Linked DNA regions of Mus musculus: region 1 is linked to region 2. A link is a contact called in public HiCAR-type data. All regions are on one chromosome and are shown on one strand. Each heading gives the region's core, a stretch centred on a gene start, on an enhancer-like site or on the middle of the called end of the contact. The rest is flanking DNA. Distances are from core to core; before and after follow the strand shown. Region 1 holds the start of Zfp804a (zinc finger protein 804A). Region 2 has its middle 200 kb from the start of Zfp804a.

Region 1 (5,121 bases), core at 725-3,224, 200 kb after region 2:
AGAAATTCCTTTAACTTCCAATATTGACTATTTTTCCAGCGTAATTGTGTTCATTCTGAGTTCTACATATTTCTGGGTGACCTCCTCCCCACAGCACACAAGTTTTCTGAGTTTCTACTTCTCTTTCTCCCAAGACTTCCAGACTCCCCCAAGTGGATATCAGAGAAATTTTGTCTGCTTCTTCTAAAATAACCGACACTTCATAATGAGGTTTAATCAATACGCATCAAGTATTTTCTAATTGAAGCATGATACATGGAAAATTTCTTTTTATATAAATCTAACACTCCCCCGCTATACCCTATAATTTATAATTCACTCACATGACTGCCACCTCTTTTAGCAAGACTCCCCCATTCTATCTTCTTTGAAGAAGTGAAATCAAACTGTCAGACTCATTTAAGTACCATATTATGGGTTATGGGGAAGAGGCTGTCATTGTTACCTAAAATTCTATATATAGGGCACACATACTCGACCGTATTTTAGTCTTGGCCCACGGATAAACAAGATAAACACAGCTTGTATCGGACTGCAGTTTTCTCTGTCATAGGGGGCATCAGAATGTCTGGAATCTGCTTTAACCAATTAAGCCTTTCAAAGCAAAAGGGAAATAAAGCCTTCAGTAAATCCATTGAAGGCACCATGTCCCAGACTCCCATGCCTGGTATCGATCTTTTTAAGTGCCGACTAATGAGTCCTATGGTAGTAGCAGATCTATGGTGTGTGTATCTGTGGTGCTCCCACTCCACCACCTCAAAGGAGCTAAACTTACACAGGTCAGTGGATCACCTGGGAAGGGGTAGGGTAGAAGCAGTCCTTGCTGATGGCTGCCTTGACCCTTTAAAATCCAACCGGAATCTCTGCTGAAGACCGCAGACCGGATTCCCTACTTTCTGTGACAAGCGCAGGAGTTTGTGTGCAGCTTTTCCTTTCAGGTCGCTTCTAGGGCGAAGGCTTCTGTTTTTGTTCAGCACCTCTCTGGCATGGGAGCTCCTGGCAGCGGCTTCTTTTGCCGCAAAGCATCCTTTTCCTCTCAGCTTTGGCAATTTAGGAAGAACTGATGCTCCCAGGGGAGGTGGATGAGGGGAGAGCGCCAGGAATGGGAGCACATCCATCAGGAGTCCCTGCTTCTCCCTTCTCCCTACTTCCACTCTCGTCGCCACAAATCCCCTCCCCCAAGCTCTTAGCACATAGCATTTGTGATATGTGTAACTGGGGGGCGCGGGGGTGCGGGGTATTCCATACAAAAGATGCATCAAAGCGCAGACTCCCCTAAGCCAAACCCAGAGGCACCTGGCACCTGCCCCGATTCGCTGCAATTGGAAGCGGATGGCTTGGGTACTAAATTATTAATTTATTTATTTCCCCTGCTCCCCCGCCCGCACTCCAACCCGCAGAGCAGAAGCTGCGGTCGCGTTGCTCCCCAACCCCCCAACCTCCGCCCGCACCTCGCAGGAGTCTCGCACTTGTAACCGGCCGTCGCCTCCCGGCCCCTGGCGGTCGCGACGCACTCCCACTCGTGGCCAGGCTGGCGCGGCCGTGGGTCCCGGCGGCGGGGGAGGCGGGGGGGAGGTGGCGGGTGACAGATGTACTCCTCTGACAGCTCTCAGTATCAGCCCAGTGGCTCCCTGCCATTGGCTCAGTGCGATGGACCAGCAACGCCGCGCACTATAATAACACTCATGCCTGCCAGCGGCAGCGACTGCGAGTGCGGGCGCCCGGCGCGGGGGATGCTGCGACCGCTGCCTCTGCCGCGCGGGCGGCTCCCGCTGCCCGGCTGCGCCCTACCGCGCGGGCTCTGACCGCTCCCGCCCGGTCCCGCCCGGCCCGGCCCCCCTTGTGGCTGCATCCTCCCCAGGGGCTCCACGTCCCGGTTCCTATCTCCAGGCGAGCACTGCGCCGGAGCCTAGGCGAGCGCGGCCGGCATGCGGAGGCGGCAGGGCGCGCACCGCAGCCGGGCATAAGGAACCCGCGTGCCCGCCGCCAGCGCACAGCCGGCCGCTCGCCCTGCCGCGATCCCCAGCCCACCCTCCCGGCCCCGGCTGCGGCTGAGGGTGCGGGTGCGTGGAAGCGGCGGCTGCGGAGGAGAGGCGGCGGCTGCCCCATGGAGTGTTACTACATTGTCATCAGCTCCACGCATCTCAGCAACGGACACTTTCGCAACATCAAGGGAGTTTTCCGGGGCCCTCTCAGCAAGAACGGGAACAAAACTCTGGTAATTCATTCTCTCTCTCTCTCTCTCTCTCTCTCTCTCTCTCTCTCTCTCTCTCTCTCTCTCTCTCTTTCTATTTGTCTCTCATCTAATAGGGCATATCCGGAGGGATGAGTTGACGGATGGATTTGGGAGCTTTAGTGATGTTTGGTTTGCAAGGAATTCATTTATTTCATTTATTTATCTGATGGGCGTGGGATGAGAATCGGGTATAGAAAAGGGAAGGAATCTTAGGAAAGCTCTGCCTAAATGTTTTCCTGAGACTTCATGAAGCTCTCTGTCCACCACACTCCACAGTGCTGAAGATTATAAACCTCTTCTTTCAACAGGACCTCCTAAAAATAGAAAGGATCACTAACCCCAAGTGATCCTGTGACATCTTTCCGTTTAGGCAGCTTAAAGGTGAATGGAGGTGTGGGTGTCTGATGGAGCAGCGAGCCATGTGGCTGGTGGCTTAGGGGAAGTGGCTGGATTGGGTGAGGGTCTCCGAATGAGTTTGTTTCTTGGCTCTTGGCTCTTCGCTGAAGGACTGACAGGAAACTTCTCTTGAGAAGTTTTCTGTGTGAAGCTAAGCAGAATATTCCCATCTGCCCACTACTTGCAGCTTGTCACACTTTAGAGTTTGGGGATATGGGTGGAAGGTGATCACTGTGTCACAAGTACAGACAGTAGGAAGCATGTTAGAAAACAAAACCCACACAGCTATTCTCACTGACAAGCACAGCTTGTCCTTCAGCACCCAGCAGGAAAAGCGCTCTTGATTAGTGGAAGATGTGCTGAGCATAGAGAGAGCACGGAGTAGCTTCTACTTTCCACCCAATTCCCATCATCCACAAAGGCTCATCACATCATACGCAAAGCCTCCCTACAGAACCAACTCTCATGAGCAAGGGTGTCAGGAGAAGTAACCACTTCTCCAAAGGCAGAAAGCAGCAGCGTGGAGTTCTCTTAGTATGTGCACTGAGAGTCCAGCCCAAATCAGGTGGTAAAAGTGGAAGACTTTCTGAAGTCTGTGCCCACTGGCAGACTTTGCTCTAGATTTCTCCTAGTATTTATCTGAAAAAGATAGGTAGAGTAAGTCAAGGACACACGTAGCTCAAAGCGAATATAGTTTTCAAAGCCCCAGATTCTTTATATGTTTAAAAGTATATACGCATTAATAAATAATTCCCTATTTTTTTGAGGATGAAAAGTTCTCATTTGAAGATTTAAGTGGATTGAGACACCCATGGGGTGCATTTGATGTACTCCTGATGTCTTTATTGTTCAGGATGTGTTTATTTGCTCTTTCTGTTGCACTGAGAACCCATGCTCCAGACATCATTAGTTGAGTACTATAGGGTAGGCAGAGTCTAGAAGGATTATTGAAACTGTCTGGACTCTCAGAGAGGTCAGCTAATATTTTAAACAGCCCTTTCTTCAACATTATACATTAAACTAAATATAATTTAAGGGTAAGCAAAAGAACTAGACAAGGGAGATACTTCCATTGTGCAGAGCTAAAACAGTCAAGAATTCACAGAAAAATGAGCAGTTATCTGCCAGCCCTGAACTTGTTACAGTGCTGTTCATTGTGCTTCTTCAGTCTCCTTAGACTTCCCAGGGACCAGATTTGCTCGTGGTGACTTATTTGCTGTGTATTTGAAGCTAATGAGTCCTTCCTCCCTCATGTTGACAAAGGGCAGATTAAATATGAGTTTTCCCGGTGTAACCTCATGATTAAAATGGGCACATTAAAAGCAGCCACCTAAATGAGATGGATAAATCAAAATATATGTAGATGTCAGAACAAGAAGCAGGAGAGACACAGTATGAAATGAAGCTCACAAGGTTTCTCATGACTGTAATGACTGAAACTTGTAGGGGTGTTCGTGTCAGTCCTTTCCAGACTTTTATAAGCTATCCTGTTTGAATTTATTGTGTGTGTGTGTGTGAATTTCATGATTTAAATATTCACAATTGTAATCAACTCTATTTAACACAATTTCTTTATAGGGAATATATGTTTATGTGCTCTAAGTACTTTTTAATGAGTTTTGTCAGTAAGAAAAATGAGATATATACTCTCCCATAAGTATAGTTGGAGAGTCTAGATATATTGATAAGGAATTATGTTAAGTAATAAAGACTTGTTCAACTTATATAATGATGTATTCTTGTCAGGATCTAAAATTATTTGAGCCCTTATTATATGCTATAGTTTTTAATTAAAAACACTTCATCCACAAGTTTAAGAAATATTAAGCATAAATATTAACCTAAAATTGGCATATACCATATGATGAAAATCTTCAAGTTAAAATTGATACATCCAAGGTTGTTTGTTTTAATGTTTTAGTCTTTAAGTTAACAAGCAGTTGAATTAAATGTATAGAATATTTTAAAACCTACATTCATATATCAATAATGGAAACCGGTTTATACTCCTTTATAGTTTAATTTCTAATATAGGGCTTTTCCTCTAAGATTAAGAAATTAGAATGATGTCCATGTTTAATTTCAAGGAGATATAACTAAAGCCATTCACAGAAAAAATTTAAATTTTCCCCAAGAAATTAAGTTATTTTCAATGTCCAGTTGATTAATGTGTATTTATTAATTTCTTCAAATTTCAGATTTAATGAAAGCAATTGTATAACTTACACTTAATCCTGAGATTAATTAACCATATAGAGCTTTCAATGTAGTGTGCTATTACAAATAAAAAGTTACTTGCAATACATCTGGTTTATATAGATTCCAGTGTCATTGGTTTGCTGCTTCTGTCCTATATGCAATAAGCATATATATTAATGAATTCAATGGCAACTATGAGGAAGTCCACTCAAGAAATTAACTTCTTTTCATACTTAATCCGTGACTTCCTATAGCAAAAATGGCAGCTCTCCTGTAGACCGAATACCTTG
Region 2 (5,154 bases), core at 2,189-4,688:
TCAGTGGCTAATATTCACAGATATCATATAGTTAGTAGTGAAGTATGAATTGAACAAATAGGGAACATTGGCAAAATTGCCCTCCAACATGGAGGAAGTTAGAAGGTGTCTCTTTTGTCTTGTTGGTTGTTCCTGTAACATGTCAGGATTCATTATAGTGAACTGATTGATGCAATATCAAGATACCACTTAAAGGACTTCAGATATGTACAAAATGCTTTGATGTTTCTTTGAATGGTTGCTTCCACTGCAAACTGCTACCCTTACAGCATGGATAGAACCAACATCAGCTTGAGGTAAAATGTAAAAATGGGCACGGCATTGGATTAACTTGATAGCAGTGGTTCCTGGAATCAACCCAGATCTTCACTGGGCTCCCTTCCTCATATCCACAAAGGATAGTCTCAAAAACAAGACGTAGACTAAAGTCAGTCTCAGAATCCCTACTCCTGAGAAGCAAGACAGTGTCTTTTGGTGTTGGGATTTCTTGATAACTCTAAAAAAGAAATGGGCAAATTGAATTCTTGTATAATCTCTTCTTGCTTGTAACTGTTGCCAGCTTGTTTTGCATCAACTAATCTGGAAGCTACATTGAAATCACAGAGATCATAACTCACAACTTTCCCAAGGCATTGAAGGCATTTGTTCCTAAATAAATAAGCATGAAGAATGCCATTTTTGCTGCTGAATGAGCCCTGTTTAGACAATAAATGTATTTTATGATCATCCTTTTCTTTGCCCATCAATTTGCTAGCCCTGTTTGAGGGAAAGACCACCTTAGGCAGCTGATATCTGGCTCGCTCAATTAAGCCAAAATTGTCAAATCAAAGAATGGGTGACTTATTGCCATGAGGCATCTAGAATATATTTGTTCTTACAATACAATGTAGATGACAGTCTGGAGAACTTGGATGGCAAAGGATAAACCATTTCTGTGTCAGAATGGCAGCCAACCAAACTAAGTCTGGACCAAATCTTTTGTCCAAACCATGTTTTCAACAACAGGAAAAAAAATCCCATTTCCCTGCTGCATTTATTCATGTTCTTGGCCTTTTTGCAAGTCTATTTAGTCAATTGTCAGTCCATTAACCATTCTGGTAAGAAGCCCTACCATCTACTTGGCCTTCTTAGCTGATGTGTCTTGGAAATATACTCAAAAGTGAGTCTCTATTAAGTCTCAAAAGTATAAATAAGTTGGTGAGTCAAAAGAGAAACAGCATTGATTGAAATGTAAGAAATTACAGATAAGTTACAATTTGATATACAAAAAGTTTCTATATGATTAGCCAATTAACATAAATTGAGAATATCTAATTAATTCCTAAATCATAGAATATGTTAAATGGTTTATAATGCTTAGAAAATAATGGTGCTGAATAATAATTATGTGTCATAAATATAAATATTATATCTATATAAAGAAAAGCTAAAGTATAAATCAAAGCCAAGTTTCTAACATTTGGTTAATTGATTTAATTAAAAGCTAGAAATAAATAAAAGATAAGATAAGAAGAAAATGTGTAATATCACATTTATCAAAACATCAATTATTTCTATAACTTATGTGTTATTTCTGAATAAGAATAAAATACTTCTGAACTCTGTATTGTAAATGTTTGTATATGTATATGCTTATGAAATTGTTATTTTAACTTCATGAAGATTGTAACTAATAATATATATTTATTCTGTCATCTTAAATTGAGAACCCTATTAAGACTTATTATAAAACATGACAGTCAACCTGATATGAATTTAAAAAAATCAGATATCAGAATAAGTTTAAAATGATTCCTTGATAGTGTAACACTTAGTGCTAAAACTAGGATCATGAGGGTGATGACATGTAAGTAAAGGTGGGTGAAAATCCCAGCCACCTTGAAGCTTCCTTCTGGGTTCTTGTTTGCATCATTTGCACTATTTTTATAAGCTAGCTAAGAACTGTATTAGCTAATACTATTCTACAGTATATATCTTTTATAATTTTGTATAAATAATTTATATCAATATGTATTCTTAGAAGTCGTGCTTTGGAAATTTTTTAGATTTTTGTTTTACACAGCCAATTTTACTATGTTTTATAAGTAATATTCTTTTAAAAACAATTTTAGCAGAAACCCTAATTATCTACTTTGAATTTTCAACAATGATATGCAAACTTATTGTTTGTTGTCTGACTCTTTATTGTCTGTTATTGGGAAAAAAATGGCATTTGAGCAAATTCACAAATACAAGTTTAAATCATTTAGATTTGAATCATGTACTCACTTTTCAGTTAGCAAGCACCCAATCAATGTTTGTATTGTTAAAAGAGTTAATATGATTCACTTCAATGTATAGAAGGAGAACAGTAAAGTTCTTACATTTACAGATGATAAGGTCTGAATTCGGTGACAATTTCTATTGAGATTGGAAAAGACGTTTAGAAAAGGCTGACACATGCTGACAGGTGTTGCCAGATTCACGCAGAGTTTTAACTGTATTGTTTTTCTCGATTTTTAAATCAACTCTATTTGAACCCTACTATAGTTCCTAGGAAATCTATTCAACCTGACTGCCTGATGAGGAGATGAACAATGGGAAAAACAATAGATATGCTAATGTCAGTGGAGAAAAGGCCTCAACCCTACACAAAGAACTCCATGCAAACAAAGACTGCTCAGTGGGAGAAAGAATCTTCCCCAGGGTGGAGCACACCGACTGCTTAAACAATACCAAATGGTCAGCCCTAAAAACAACCCAGGGAACATTATCCTGAGTGAAGACATTATGTTTAGAAATACATTCATGTTCCATATATATGTGTGTTTGTGTTTGTGTGTGTGTGTGTGTGTGTGTGTGTGTGTGTGTGGTGTATGAATGTATGTATAAATGCATGTAGCAAATAATGGAAAAGAGGCCATGAGTTTGAAAGAGAACAATGAGTGATGTAGAATATATCTATTTACATGAAAAAGTCAAAATTCCTATTTTTCTATTTATTATTAAACATTCAGGTCTTATCTCACTATCTTTTATTTTTAGTCTTTTTTAAAAATTGGATATTTCTTTATTTACCTTTCAAATATTGTCCCCTTTCCCAGTCCCCCCTACCCCCTTTCTGGAAACCCTCTATCCCATCCTCCCTTCCCCTGCTTCTATGACGGTGTTCCCCACCCTTTAAAAAGCACAGTTTCCATTTTCTCATTAAAATTGTATGCTTACTAAATAGAAGGTATATTCCAACTCATCTCTTCTTTGGATGAATAACCCCCTTGCTCTGTAGTTTATTAGAATTTGATTCTTTCCAAGTAAAGTATTCTTCAACAAAACTGAATTAACTCTTATAGCAAAGATTCTGTTGCACATTTTATGTCTCACGGCTTACAGGTTTCCCTTTCCACTTAAACCTGCTTTGTTCCCTACTTGAATGCGGTGAATGGGAAGCATAGATACTTTCCCGTTTGAGTGCTCCATCAAGGCTAGGCATGTGGAGAAGCTATAGTGCTGATTCCCGTTTGTCATATTGACACAAGTTTTAGAGGCGGGAAAAACTGCTACCCCGGCTGAGAAAATGCCACCCTTAGATTGAACTGTATACAATAATCCTTTTTTTTTTTTTTTAAGTAATGGTTGATTCATGAGCACATAGACCAGTGTGAGTGGTGTGTTTCTGAGCCACATTAAAGAGCAAGCTGAGGGGCTGGGGACTTAGCTCAGTGGTAGAGCTCTTGCCTAGCAAGCTCAGGGCCCTGAGTTCATTCCCAGGCTCTGGAAGGAAAAAAAAAAAAAAGGAAAAAAAGCAATGGGGAGCAACATTCATTAAGCAACATTTCTCTATGGCCCCTGCTTCAGTTCGTGCCTCCAGTTTACTGCCTTAAGTGACCACCCGACTTCTCTTTTCAAGGGATGATAAGCTGTAAACTAAAATACCCGCCTCCTCCCAACATGGTTTTGGTTAGTTATTAATCTCAGTGATAGAAAGCAAACGATGGTAGCTCTTCTCTAGTTTTACAAAAAGCCAAACCTTGCAACTTTCCATGTTTTTCAATTTCAAACTTTTGTTGCTTTCCCTACTTTCACAGTAAAATCTTCTTGTGTGATTGTTATCTCTTCCTTGGTGTGTGGTATCATCAAAGAGTTTGAATTTGAGGTCTACCTTGTCCCTGTGTTGTGACTACACCAAATGCCCACTGTTTATATAAATCCTTAGTCTTTCTATGGGATAAAATAAATTAATAAATAATAAATAAATAACATTTATTAAAATAATTTAATAAAATAAATTTATTAAAGAGGCAATCATTGTAGGAGAAAAAAAGATCTTATCATATAAGTAAAACTTAGGGAAATAGGGAGAGCTATATGCCTCACACAGATTCCTCTTTGTTGAATTATTAGTCAATCAGCTAATAAGTGGTCAGTTGCGCCTATGACATCGACTACAAACTTTAGACAAGTTGTGTGTAAGTTTAGCATAGCTCCCTTATTTTCACTTCCAATGTATATTCATCTACACCCCCAGTGAAGAATTAGTATGAAAAGATAAGGGAAGTTTCCTTAAAAGTCAAATAGCTATAAAAATAAAAAATCTGGAGAAGACTCTAAAAAAAAGATTCAAATTGATAAAACTGTTTACACAGGAGTAAACGAGGGAGGTATTTTTTAAAGAGACATTATCATGACAAAATCACACCAAATCAAGAAAATGAAACTTCCTTTTTATATGTATTTCAAACCACAAATATAAAAACTCATTAAAATGAAAGCCAGAGGATACAATTTAGCCAAGGCACCATGTCATGCGAATAAAACAATTCTATAAACTTTAGAGTCCAGAGCTCATCCCTTAGGGCACATTGAGGCCTCATGGCATTGCAGCCCTCTAACAGGGTCACCCAAGGGAGGCTGAGCAGTGTCTTTTTGTGAGGTTATGTCTTGTGTAAGTGTGGAGGCTTTATAACCTATATGCTCAGCTAACACTAAATCTTTAGAATAAACACATTTTCTTTCTTTATGAATCCAGCCTGCTATTGTTCAATTCTGACTTTCCTTCAGATCACACTAAATGCAAAAATCATGAGCTCTCGGCTGGGGCACCCAAAAAGGAAGCTCTTAGAGTTTCCCTAGAATCTTAGTGCTGAGAAGCTCTATAAAGATCAGTGCCATCTCAGC

The links. HiCAR-type assays count read pairs that join an accessible place to other places.
Region 1: a HiCAR-type map of embryonic stem cells shows a contact between it and region 2, with 2.5 times the contacts expected there. The contact joins the promoter of Zfp804a here to the enhancer-like site in region 2. A contact is called at or near these places in 1 of 39 promoter capture datasets (liver), 3 of 484 Hi-C or Micro-C datasets (embryonic stem cells, liver and myeloid progenitors) and 3 of 115 datasets of contacts at active chromatin or transcription factors (embryonic stem cells, neural progenitor cells and pancreatic cancer cells).

What each region holds. Positions count from the first base shown.
Region 1 is chr2:82,051,684-82,056,804 of GRCm38.p6, forward strand. It overlaps Zfp804a (zinc finger protein 804A), which reads left to right and starts at 1,975. Exons shown (of 4, transcript NM_175513.3): 1 at 1,975-2,218. The coding sequence starts at 2,108.
Region 2 is chr2:81,846,428-81,851,581 of GRCm38.p6, forward strand. No RefSeq gene overlaps it. Among named protein-coding and RNA genes, the nearest start is that of Zfp804a, 200 kb to the right of the region's middle. Within about 2 kb of position 3,439, at least 18 of the 459 cell types and tissues checked have an H3K27ac peak or open chromatin away from gene starts, as enhancers often do. A contact at or near this core is called in embryonic stem cells, where this site is marked.